Regions from separate parts of the Zea mays genome. Here region 1 is linked to region 2. A link is a contact called in public Hi-C data. All regions are on one chromosome and are shown on one strand. Each heading gives the region's core, a stretch centred on a gene start, on an enhancer-like site or on the middle of the called end of the contact. The rest is flanking DNA. Distances are from core to core; before and after follow the strand shown.

Region 1 (7,013 bases), core at 360-2,859, 80 kb before region 2:
GGGTAATTTTGGGCAAATATTGAGGGAAGGTTCATATTTGGTTGGTTGAGGAGCTATTTTGAGGGAGGGTGGAGCAGGTTTTTTCAGCTCCCACGTTTCTATTAAAAACGACTCCCAATCCTTCCTGCTCCACGTGAGAATCAGTTCACAAAACACTTGTTTGGCATGACTCCTTCAGATCCTCGCCTAGAATCAGGAGCTAGAGCTGTGCCAAACAGGCCCTAAGTTTGTTTTTAAGTTTTGAATTTCAGGAGTCACCTATTCATTCTCCTATAGATTACTATCACTTATACCTTACAACTTGAAGTTAGTGCCTATTTGTGTCGTTCCCTATACCTTTTCCTATTAAATATCCCATCTCATTTGCTCTCTACACCGACAATTGTTCAGCTTCTACCGAATACTCCTTATGATCATGATGAAACGTGGTATTACTAATGTGCTAGACTAAATGAGGAAGCCAACGGGTACTCTTTATAATCACGATGGAACATGGTATTACATATGTGCTAGACTCAATGAGGAAGCTAGTCTCAGATTACCAAGAGGATGTGAATATTCTTAACAAGTAATTATTGTTATTCCAACTTAACTCATGGACGAAGCATCACTCCCCTCCATATATGCATGGCCCATAGAATCTTCAACAAAAACAATCATGACCTAAAATAACAACTTACGCTCATGCCAAACTTTCTGGTATGTATCAACATGCACATCTTGTATGCTGTTTACCAATAGTACTTGGTAAACTTTTCCCCTTTTAGTGTTACCAACAAGGGCAAGGTAATACATGTTGTTTGTACTGATGAGAAAATTGCATAGTACTGATGAGAAAATTGGTAATACATGTTGTTTGTAAATGGTAAGGGGTGTTTGGGACTGTTTCAGCTCTAGAAAATTTGGTAAGGTTAATAGAGAGATACTCTAGAAAATTTAGTGGAGTTATTTGCAATGTGGCAGAGCATCATAGGAGAAAGAGAGAAAACGACACGAACGTCGCGAGCAAACAAGCAAGCTAAGGCCAGGATGATACATATAGCTATGGTACATATAGCCATGCAAGATATTATTTTGTATTATAAATAGTAGTTTACATTGTTATTTATAAGGTGAGGTTTAAAATAGGGGAGGACGGATCCCCGCCGGTTGAAATGGTGTATAAAGAAACAACGACACCTCCCCGTTGGACACGCGATCGATGCATGAGCAAGCAACACTATCACTTGGCAACCCACGTCACGCTAGACTGCTTCGGTAAGAGAGATGGCGTCACGTCACAATCACAATGCAAACCGCACCGTACTAGCTAGGGACACAAAAACGCAATATGCATGTTTTACATTCTTTCAGAAAAAAAAACCCCACACGCATCATATCCTACCTTTCATTCTGAAATACAGAAAATAATATCCTACCTTTTCATTCTGAAATATTGTAAAAGCGTGATTTACCTTCCTCGTGGTTAATTTGCCATGTCGGCCAGGCCCAGAAATAGGAGGTCCGGACGACCTTTTTTTTTTTCTAAAAATGCTACTGCCGTCTTTGTGCATACAGTACGCTCGAGCGGGCTGAAAGCCGAGGTAGAGATAACCTTTTAGAAAGGCCAGGCCCAGCAATAGCCCAGTCCCGAGAGTAGGCTGCCAGGTACAAAAAGGGCCCGCCCGTGTGTTTTTCCTGCCCAAAGGAGGGGATGCTTGCACTTTGCGGACCTTTTCAAGCTTTGCTTTGCTCTTATCAAAAAGGTTAAAAAAAATTTGCTTTGCTCCGCAGTCAGCCGCATGCATGTGATGCGATCGTGTTGCGGAAGCTTCGAAAGCAATCCGCGTGCAGCAAAAGAAGTGCAGGAGATGAGGGGAATATCACACACGCAATACTCTTTTGCTGCACAGCAAAAGAAGTGCCGGAGATGAGGGGAATATCACACACGCAATACTCTTTTGCTGCACGCGTCATGTTGCTTATGGTGTCTGTAATAATGTAGCAAGTTCGTACAAGTTACGTTTTGAATAGTCGTTTTGCACATGCTTCGATCGTACCGGCTAGCTGAGTTGAAGGGATCGATATCTCAAGTGGAAAAAAATACTCCAAATTAAAAGTACTCTCTCCCGTTCTAAATTAGAAGCCGTTTTAAATAAGATTTAAGTCAAACTTATAACACTTTAACTACAAATAACTACCTTATTATTTCGTTTCGAAATCTAATAGTCATATGTACAGATTTATTTTAGAAATTATATTTACAAAAAATATAAATGTATTAAAAGTTTATATGCATTTTTTTAAAAAAAAATATGAAAGTTATATTTTAGTGACCGTGTCGATGTCGACTTATAATTTGGAAGAGCATATCCAATATTACTTTAATAATAACTAGAGCCATGCACTAGTTTAACTAGACCTTGATTACCTCGCTTTCACCTTGGGATTTAGACTACTGATCAGTATGTCCAATAATAACTAGAGCCTATATCTTCAACTTGACCAGCTCTTCTTTCTTAGTGGAACACGTGCAAAGCCACCGTTCGTGGAAAAAAATATATATACACAACTCGAGCCAACTTGGCTCGTAGCTTGAGTTCGAGCTTATACTAGAGGAATTAGCTAACCGAGGTCTCTTGTATTGCAGTCGACCATGAGGGGGGCTGCTTTGTGGGGCGCCATGAGATTTGGATAACATAAATCTCTACTACTTATTAAGTAAGTAATAGTAGTCTGCCGTTCTGCCCTCCCCCGTTCCGCGCGCAAAAAAAAAATTAAACCATGGCTGCTCAGGAATCAAACCTTGGATCATCTATTGAGCAGAATACCTAGCCTTCCACCCTCTAGCCAACATGACTCATGTTGAATTGTGTACAACTTCAACTAAAACGTCTTTTGTGTTTAACCCGCCGTCCACTATGTATGCTCACTGAGTCTAGAAAAACATTTATAGTTTAGCCCCTGATCTTTCTGGAGTTTGGGACGCAGTCCAGGAAATAAAGAAAATAGGGAAAATGAGTTTAGAAATTGATTTATAGTTTAAAAATAATTGCAAAAACCCATTTAATTCATGGAAATTTCATATTAAATCCAAATGAGTTCATTCCAATTTCTATAATTCTATAATATTATTTTTATCACATAATACCTCTGTTTTGTCATGAAAACAACAATAAAATTGATTTCCTAATTAATCATATATCAAATACATAGAAACTTTAGAAATTCGTAACTTCCCCATTTTAATTCCAAATTGAACCGTTTCAGTTGTGTTAGTCTCGTATGAATATTTACTACGCAGTAACAACATTGATTATATCATGTTTCATACTTTTATAATTAGATATTTATTTATCCTATGTTAATTGGGTTAATCTATGTCTATTGGATTAATTTATTTAATATATTAATATAGTATTCTAACTTTATGGTTATACGATGTTTGACCATTAGTCTTGCAAACACACACTTACCTTTTTGTTTAAGCAAAAGCGTATGGTGGTACGTGTCCGATGACTAACGATGTATGAGGGAATTTCTTCCGGTATGTGTGAAACGTGCTCTCTAATAATGAAACCATGCAAATCGTGACATATATCGAAGTCTGTATGATACTGATGGTTGCAATGTAGTGGTGAAACAAATAGATTATAAATAACAAAATTTATGTATGGCCAGAATCACAAATTGATTATGAAACATTTTCTCATAACGGTATAACACATACTTTGTATATAAGTTATCGTAGTATACTGGTATTATATATTTCCGTTGCAACGCACGGGCATTCAGCTATCATGTATAGAAGTCTGCACGGTACTGTTGGTTGCAATGTAGTGATAAAATAGTTAGATTGAAATAACAAAATTTATGTATGGCTAAGATCACAAATTAATTACGAAACATTTTCACATAACAGTATAACACACATTTGTTCATAAGTTATCATGATATTAAATGTTTCTGTTGCAACGCACGGGCACCCACCTATATGTGTTTATGTCTACATCTATGACAGGAAACACATCTACTACATCTCTCTCCAAGCTCACTTGCTACCATTGCACAATGCGTAGTAGTAGATAAGTATCACCGAGATTTTTGAATTATATTTTTGGATGGAGGTAATATTATTTAAAGAAGAGCTTTGCATGTTATTTCTTTTGTTTGAATAATGCATTATACTTAAATTCCCTTTTTTGCATGTGTGACATTTTTTCTTCGTAATATTTTTTTCCATGGATCAGACTTGTGAGTCATTTTCATAAACCAACGCCAAGCATGAATCCATGTTTCCTACTTCAAACCCCTAACAAACTCCATGAGCAGGAGGCACTCACGTTGTCGTCGCTTATCGATGACGAGAAGAAGCTTGGCGACTGTCAGTTCGACCTCTAAAAGCAGTCTTACGTGGTCGCATGCGCTGCTGTGTACGACAAGCTCCCGCGAAGCCGCCGCTTGGACGCGGTCCAGAGCAGCTTCACCGCGTTGTCCATCGTTAAGCAGGGGGGCTCATGGTTGTCGCCAACGTCGATGACTCTCGGGTTGTTCTGGACACCGCATCCGACGACGACGCCATCACGCCGTCCAGCTCATCGTCCACCTGAAGCCCAACCTGCCACATAAGTCGCTACTGACCGGACATGAATTCTTGTGCGCTGGGATGATGGACGTTGCTGACGTTGTGTGAGTGTCCTCGAACATGATGTATGTAGTGGAATAGCGCATCCGGTGGTGCAACGGCCAAGGGTACTACCTCGCTGATGAGCCCGGGGTGCACTTCGTTTGGTAGCTCAACCAAGAGTCATCGGTACTCGTCATGTCGCGTGCGTTCGATGACTACTATATCGAGGATTGTGGCATCATCTTGGCGCCGGAGGTGACATAGAGGAGGATCGACAACAGTGACCAGTTCGTCATCCTCGTCACCGTCAGGGTAGCTTTTGTATCGGCCTGCCTTTAATTCTCTTCGCAAACGCATACACACTTACCTTTTTGTTTAAGCAAGATCATATGGTGGTGCGTGTCTGATGACTAATGATGTACGAGGGAATTTTTCCGGCATGTGTGGAACGTGCTCTCCAATGATGAGACCATACAAATCATGGCATATATCGAAGTCTGCATGATACTGATGGTTGCAATGTAGTGGTGAAATAATTAGATTAAAATAACAAAATTTATGTATGGCTAGGATCACAAATTGATTATGAAATATTTTCTCATAACAATATAACACACATTTTGTATATAAGTTATCGTAGTATACTGGTATTATATATTCCCGTTGCAACGCACGGGCATTCAGCTAGTTAAAACTGAATACATGTGATATACTCACGATTAACGTCACGACTAATTAATAATCGAGTTTGCCTATATTATCTCTCTACGACGTAATGATATGATTTACCGTGTAAAACACACACGAGTGGATCTCAACACTACCGGAATCAATCGCTTTGCCGAGTGCCTGAAGCACTTGGCGAAGCCTTAAAAACACTCAGCAAAGGCTTTGCCAAGTGTGACACTCGGCAAAGAAGACTCGGCAAAGAGTGCATCGGCAAAGGCTTCTTTGCCGAGTGCTTTTTCTCGGGCACTTGGCAAACCTCTTTGCCGAGTGCCAGAGAGCACTCGGCAAAGAAAAGCGGCCGTTACAGCGCCAGGTGACGGAGACGGCGACTTTGCCGAGTGCTGCCTGGTAGACACTCGGCAAAGAAGTTATCTTTGCCGAGTGTCTTCCAGACAGCACTCGGCAAAGAATCCATCTTTGCCGAGTGCCACTTGGGACACTCGGCAAAGAGCCCGCTAGAGAGGGTCCCCATGTCAGGCTCTTTGTCGAGTGTTCTGTGCGGCACTCGGCAAAGCCGACCCCTTTGCCGAGTGCCAGCGTCATAACACCCGGCAAAGAACCTAAGTCGGTGCCCAGGTCTGTGCTCTTTGCCGAGTGTTATGACCCTGACACTCGGCAAAGCGCCTCTTTGCCGAGTGTTACACTCGGCAAAGTGACCAGTATATATCTTTTTTATTTGTTTTTTGTATTCCATCCACACAAACAGAAGATATCACATATATATCACATATATACATCACAGATATCATCACAGACATAAATAGCCAACACAAACATAAAACCGTCACCACAAACATAAATATCCATCACAAACATAAGTGTTCAACACAAGTATCAAACACAAACATAAGTCTCAAACGTCGCAAGGTCTCACATAAGTATCAAACACAGACATAAGTATTATACATAAGTTCTGAAGTCTAAAACAATGAAAACACAACACTCATGGAGGTGGGCGGTTTGACCGAGGCTGCGTTGGGCTGAACCCTTCCGGAGGGTTGTTGGATGCCGCTCCAGATTGGCCCTGCACAGAGAAGAGATTGCATGTGTTATACTAGATGCATTACAAACATCTAACTACAATTTTGATACTCACAGGAGTGTGGAAGAGAGCAGGGTCAACTGGAGGGAACAGTGGAGGTGGTGGAGCGATGCCCTGTGCGGCGCCAAGGCTCTGCATGTACTGGAACATCTCTGCCATCCTCTGATGATCTGCCCGGCGCTCCGCCTCCCGCTCCGCCATCATCCTCGCCTCCATCTCGTGACGTTCCCTCCTCTCTTCTTCTAGTTGGGTCTGTAATATTACAAGCCAACGTTATAGTAACTCAAAGAGTAGGTATATAACTCAAGGAAGGACGAGTTACAGAAGCACTAACCTCGAGTTGCTGTATGCGATGCTGTGAGCTATCGTGCCGAGGTCAAATGGCTGGACTCGAGCCTGTGCTCCTTGCTCTCACCTGAGACAGAATGGGAGTGGAGGACGAGTCGATTGCCCCGTCGGGGTCGATCGGCTCGGTGCTCGGATCATAGTCTGGGCCATGGACCTCCTGCGCCATGGCGGTGTAGTCATGGAGGCGGCTGTAGACGGCGGGGTTGGTGTAGGCCTCGGGCCCGTCATCCGGGTTGTAGGTGACGTCGGACGTCGCCTTACCCTTATGGGCCATAGCATAGGCCGAGA
Region 2 (6,506 bases), core at 3,377-5,876:
CAAAGCCGAGTATATTGCCACAGGTCATTGTTGTGTGCAATTACTTTGGATGAGGCAAACCCTTAGGGACTATGGCTACAAATTGAGCAAAGTCCCTCTCCTATGTGACAATGAGAGTGCAATCCGCATGGCGGATAATCCCGTTGAACACAGCCGCACTAAGCACATAGACATTCGGTATCACTTTTTGAGGGATCACCAACAAAGGGGGGATATCGAGATAGCTTATGTTAGCACCAAAGAACAATTATTCGATATCTTCACCAAACCATTAGATGAGAAAACCTTTACCAAACTTAGGAATGAGCTAAACATTCTTGATTCTCGGAACTTTGATTGACACTTTGCACACATAGCTCATTTATATACCTTTGATCATATCTCTTTTATGTCTACGACTAATATGCTTTCAAGTGTATTTCCATGATAAGTCGTATATTGAAAGGGAAATGGAGTTTTCGGCGAAGACAAGGCTTCCACTCCACTCTAATTGGTATCATTTACCCTTCGCCATCACTCCACACCACTCTTCGATTGGTATAATCTTCACTCATATTTACTTATACCAATAGGAGAGAACGTAAAAAGGGCTCTCAAAGTCTCCGTTTTTGGCGATTAATGCCAAAGGGGGAGAAATATTAAGCCCAAAGCAAAAGGACCGCACCACCACCAATTTCAAAATTTTCAATTGGCATATTTTGGTATGTTTACTCTCAAGAATCTTTCAAAATTGGTATCTAAATGTATTTGATTTTACTCAATTTGGTATTTGCAAAACTGGTAAAACCCTCTTGAAAGCTAAGAGGAGAATTTATTCAGGGGGAGGTTTGTCTAGTCAAAGAAAAAGCATTTGAAACATGGAGAGAAAATTTCAAATCTTGAAAATGCTTCTTGAAATCTTATTCATATACCTTTGACTATTTGCAAAAAGACTTTGAAAAGATTTTTCCAAAATAATTTGCAAAAACAAAACAAGTGGTGCAAGCGTGGTCCAAAATGTTAAATAAAAGAAAACCAACCATGCATATCTAATAGAAGTATAAATTGGTTTAACTCCAAGCAACCTTTACACTTACCTTATGCAAACTAGTTCAATTCTACACTTGTATATTTGCTTTGGTTTGTGTTGGCATCAATCACCAAAAAGGGGGAGATTGAAAGGGAAATAGGGTTTAACCTTTTCCTAAATATAATTTTGGTGGTTGAATGCCCAACACAATTAATTAGACTAACTAGTTTGCTCTAGATTATATATTCTACAGGTGCTAAAGGTTCAACATGAACCAATAAAAAGATCAAGTTAGGGTTCAAAAAGAAAGGAGCAAAAGAAATCGAAGAGCACCCTGGTTTGGCGCACCGGACAGTGTCCGGTGCCCAAGGCCATACGAGTCTAAACTTGCCACCTTCGGGTTTCAGAAGAGCCGCTCCGCTATAATTCACCAGACTGTCCGGTGTGCCATCGGACTGTCCAGTGCACCAGCGGAGCAACGACTCCAGCGCAACGGTCGACTGCAACAGACACATGCAAAAGTGCTACAGTGCGCAGACAGTTCGCGCAGAGTCAGAGCAGCTGCCAGAAGGCACATCGAACGGTGAACATGGACTGTCCGGTGTGGCACCGGACTGTCCGGTGCCACATGAAGACAAAGATCCTACGATCGAAACCGTCAAAACCCTAACGGTTGGGTGACGTGGCTGGCGCACCAGACACTGTCCGGTGCACCCATCGACAGCAGTCTGCCCCAACGGTTGAATTGGTGGTTGAGGGCTATAAATACCCCCCCAACCACCTCCACTCCAACGATCCAAGCATTCACAACAGTGCATTCAATACAAGAGCAATACACTACACTCCAAGACACAAATCAAAGCCTCCGATCAAATCCAAGTCCACAATTTAACTCTAGTATTTTAGGACTTGTGAGAAGATTGTCTTGTGTTTCTTTGTTGCTCTTGTTGCTTGGTTGGCTTTCTTCTTCCTCATTCTTGTTCTCTAAGTGACTTATAATTAAAGCAAGAGACACCAAGTGTGTGGTGGTCCTTGTGGGGTCTAAGTGACCCGTTTGATTAAGGAGAAAGCTCACTCGGTCTAGGTGACCGTTTGAGAGAGGGAAAGGGTTGAAAGAGACCCGGTCTTTGTGACCACCTCAACGGGGACTAGGTTCTTTGGAACCGAACCTCGGTAAAACAAATCACCGTGTCATCCGCCTTATTTTCTTGGTTGATTTGATTTCCCCTCTCTCCCGGACTTAACTTTTATTCTAACGCTAACCCCGGCTTGAAGTGTGCTTAAAGTTTATAAATTTCAGTTTTCGCCTATCCACCCCCTCTAGGCGACTTTGAACGACGATGAACCCATGGTATATGCATAGTCCCTTTGTCTATTCAGGCTGGGGGACACCTCCATTCTATACCTTTTGATCCGTTGATTAGATGGTTATGGCCAAGAAAGATGCAATCCTAAACGACCTATATGCATTAGAGCTCTATTAAATGATCGCTCTATTGGTTTGAAAAGCCGATGACTTGCACCACGCTTAGTGCATATGCTTTTGGTCCGTCAACCTCCACCAAAAGACATGGGGGCATATGTTGAACACAGAAAATGTCCTTGCAGACGGTCCGGCCCTGAGGCTGGACGGTCCGTGGTGGTGGCCTGGACGGTCCGCGCGTGCGCATAATCAGTTAGGATTTCGAGTTTATTGTGTGATTTGTTAGCTAAATCTGAGGGATTAACTCGGAAAACGACTTGTAATGGGTCTAGACCTCTCCTTTATATAGATGAAGGGTTACGGCCGATTGAATCCCTTATAATCGATCAAATCAAATCTACTTATCGTTTTTACCTTATGTATTAGGAGTAGTTTTAGTTTAGCCTTGGTTTAGTCTCCCTCTACATCAAATCTTTACCTCTCTTCGACTCTACGTCGACTAGAGACGTCATGGGTGGCCTGCTGCCTAGGATCTATCCTCCCCGACAGGCTCCCTCCCGAGAGGCGAGATCTAGGCCTACTGCGAAGAAGAAGACCCTTTTGCGCCATCGTGGACCGTCCGAGCCCCAGGCGTGGACCGTCCGAGCCCTAGGCGCGGACCATCCGGACGTAAGCAAGCAGAGGAGAAGTCGTTCCTACGCCAGGTCGTGGACCGTCCGGCCCCCGGCCGCGGACCATCCACACCTCCGTAGAAAGCACCGCCAGGCAACCGTTCCAGTGTTTTGCGCCCAGATCGGCGTCAACACCTTCAACCGGTACGGATGCCTTAACAAAATATAACAATGAGTAGAGTGAATGGGGTTTTTTTAGCTTCCAACTCCTAATATAAATGAAGAAGTGATTATCTACTGCTCGCCACCTGAATTAGTTATCATTTTAAATGTTTAGCTGCTTAGAAATAGCTTTGTTGGGAGAAGTTAAAAGCTGAAGACATCCCCCTTGACCAACAGTTGAGAGTGGAAACCCGACGGACAACCAGTGAGTTGGTGGTGATCATATAAAACTTTCTGCTGCCTGTTCGACCATCCGCACGGGATCTATCCTCCCGCCGTCCCACCCACAGTAGCCCCGTTTCGTTGACTCCGTTCCGGCACCGCAGCGGCGTCGTCCATGCCCATCGGGGCTGGCTCGCTCGCTCGCAGCCCCAGTCGCATCGCAAACCCACACTATCCCGTGCCTGCGTCTTTGGCGCCGCTAATCCAAGCTCTGGCTCCTAAACCCACGCCCGCCTAAACAAAAGCCAAAACACGAGCGAGAAGCTACCCACGCCCACGCTCCCCTTTCCCCCCCTAAAAAAACAATATCCCGTTTAGAGATGGCAATGGGTACCCGAAACCCGATGGGTTTTTACCCCATTAGGGTACGGGTTTGGGTCAATTTTCATACCCATTGGTTTGTTAATGGGCATAAATCTATACCCGACGGGTTTATGGGTACGGGTTTGTTCCTATAGTACCCAAACCCGTGAACCCGTGAGTTTTTTAAACCCGACCAAACCTAGTGCATATTGTCATTTTATTTTATAAATGAACAACACACTTGTTATTCCTTATTTACTTCCTAACTTTATCAACTGGTGAATGTATTAGTAGTCGGTGAGAGTGTTGCTTGCTTGCTATTATAGTTTTTACTAGTGTTATATATGTGATGGATGGATAACTTAGTGCAAGGTCACTTAATTATACAACTTATTATTTGTATTTCATTCTCTCTACTAATAATTTTTATACCAAATCATGAACTCATTGTTCATTACATAAAATTTGGATCATGATCTCATTAATCATTACGATACTTATTGATTATGAGAAGAACAAGTATATTGGAGATGAAACCCGCGGGTAACCCATGGGTACCCGCTAACCCGATGGGTACGGGTTTGGGCAAAATCTCAAACCCGTCATGGGTACGGGTTTTTTAATGGGCATATATATTTTTCACGGGTACAGATTTGGGATGGCAAAACCCAACGAGTTTGTACCCATTGCAATCTCTAATCCCGTTCGATTCCACCCCCACCCCTATCCCACCACCCGTGCCTCGTCGTATCGCCGTTCTACGCAACCGCAGCGAAAAGGAGCCCAGGCGATAAAAAAGAAAAAGGGCGAGGCCGTCGAAAAGGGAAGCGCAGCCGCAGAGTGGGTGAAAGGTGGGGGGACGATTCGGAGAGATCGAGAAAGAGGAGAGAGAGAGGGACGGGGGCGGGGCCGGCGGAAGCGGAGCCTGCGCCCGCCGGACCGAATCCTCGCCGGATCGCCCGGCCTGCCGGGGCGGCGCTGCGGACTGCCTGATCCGGCTGGAATGGCGGCGGGCCGACGAGGGATCTAGCGGAGGTGGGTGTCGCGCGGCAATGGCTGCGGCGGAGGCGCGGCGCCGGTCAGCGGTCTGGGCCCTGCTGCCGCTGCTGCTGCGGCTGCTCCACCCGGCCGCGCTCGTGCTGGCCAACACCGAAGGTGCGGTGCGGCGGTGCGCCCGTCTTGCTCTCCCCGCTTTGCTTGCCTTGCTCTTGCTCACCCCTCCCGCCGCCGAGTTGGCCCGTCTGCCGCTGGGTTGTTTCCGGGAGCTCTGTCTGCTCCCACGGGACCTACTTCAAATCGGTGGGTTGGTCTAGCACACCACGATGCACGCGGCAAGTGCCGTTCCCGAGGGGTTTGGCTGGGCGCCATTCCTGGCCCTCGCGGAGCCGTTTCTGCGTTTGGCCAAACAAATTCGAATTTACTTCTGCTCTGCCGCGGATTCGGGTGTCTGGCAACTGGCCGTGCCGTCCTTCTCCTCGCTGCAAATTTCGTGCTCTCCGAGACCAAAACTTAGAGAGTTTAGTGTCTTGGCATGATTTATTGGATTCCTCCTATCCTCTCTGAATTCATCTGACTTTGGGGCGTTCATGCCGCCCCCGTTTCAGCCGTCGGTCCTGCTGCGGCCCTGTGCGTCCTGACGTGATGCCCTACCGCCCGTGGCTTCGTACTACTGTTCCATTAAATTGCTTCGCTAGATTCTGCTTGATGTTTGCTGCGCGCTGGTTTGTTCGGGCAACGCTAGCACAGTCGCCTTACCGGTCGTTAGGCTTGATTTGGACGTCTCCTGACGTGGTTTTGTTGTCTCTGGATATACTTCTGTTTCTAGTTGGTGGCCGGGCAATTCTCAGGGAGGGCCTCGGTGTCTGTGTTTGGTTATGCTACTCAGAGTGATTTTTTTCATACTCCTAGTCATATGATTTGCTTGTTGGGGGGTAGTGGAGGGGAGGGGATGAGCAGCGGTTTATGGTTGGTTGTCTGTTTCTGGTTCTTGGGATGGGATTGGCTAGGAGTTAGGACTTTGCATGACTTGCTTGTGTTGCTTGCTTGTTTTGGGTGCCGTTAGGCTCACGCTGATGACTCGCTTGTGTTGCTTGCTTGTTTTGGGGGTGCCGTTGTGCTGTATTTTGTTTGTTCGGAGCAAAGTGTTTTGTCGTAGGATAGACAGTTGTCCTGTTGCGTTTTTGCTTTGATGCTTCTACTAATTTGAGGGAAACTGTTTAAATTCTGAGTTGTAGAGCTGAAGCTCTTTCTTCCTTGATGCCATTAGCCCATTCGCTACAAGTACTAGTGGAGTGGATTTCGATATTATCATTTTCATTTGTATTTGATGATGCTTTTTTTTAAGTTATGACTACCTAACAAACAAAGTACTAGGGAAACTTTGTATTTAAGGATATTATCTAGGGATACAGTTTTTTTTTTGATTGACGCACTCCTTTGTTTGCGAGTGACATTTCTGACTAAAGAAGTATGTATTTTCCATTCTGCTATTGACAGGTGATGCCTTGCATAGCTTGAGGACTAACTTAAATGATCCTAATAATGTTCTACAAAGTTGGGATCCCACTCTGGTCAACCCCTGCACTTGGTTTCATGTTACCTGCAATAATGACAACAGTGTTATCAGAGTGTAGGTTCACCTTTTCCTCCACTATATTTCATCAGTGAGTTGCACATATTCTGTGTTTCGTACTGAAAGTTTTTCCTCATTTGCAGT

The links. Hi-C and Micro-C count contacts between places; a contact is called where the count stands out from the background.
Region 1: a Hi-C map of ear shows a contact between it and region 2, with 2.8 times the contacts expected there. The contact joins the enhancer-like site here to the promoter of LOC103641205 in region 2. A contact is called at or near these places in 10 of 25 Hi-C or Micro-C datasets (bundle sheath, ear, endosperm and 2 more).

The regions. Positions count from the first base shown.
Region 1 is chr10:72,541,902-72,548,914 of Zm-B73-REFERENCE-NAM-5.0, reverse strand. No RefSeq gene overlaps it. Among protein-coding and RNA genes, the nearest start is that of LOC100284673, 62 kb to the left of the region's middle. Within about 2 kb of position 1,609, at least 17 of the 20 cell types and tissues checked have an H3K27ac peak or open chromatin away from gene starts, as enhancers often do. A contact at or near this core is called in bundle sheath, ear, endosperm and 2 more, where this site is marked.
Region 2 is chr10:72,465,749-72,472,254 of Zm-B73-REFERENCE-NAM-5.0, reverse strand. It overlaps LOC103641205 (somatic embryogenesis receptor kinase 2-like), which reads left to right and starts at 4,626. Exons shown (of 11, transcript NM_001326455.1): 1 at 4,626-4,945; 2 at 6,287-6,419; 3 at 6,506. The coding sequence starts at 4,843.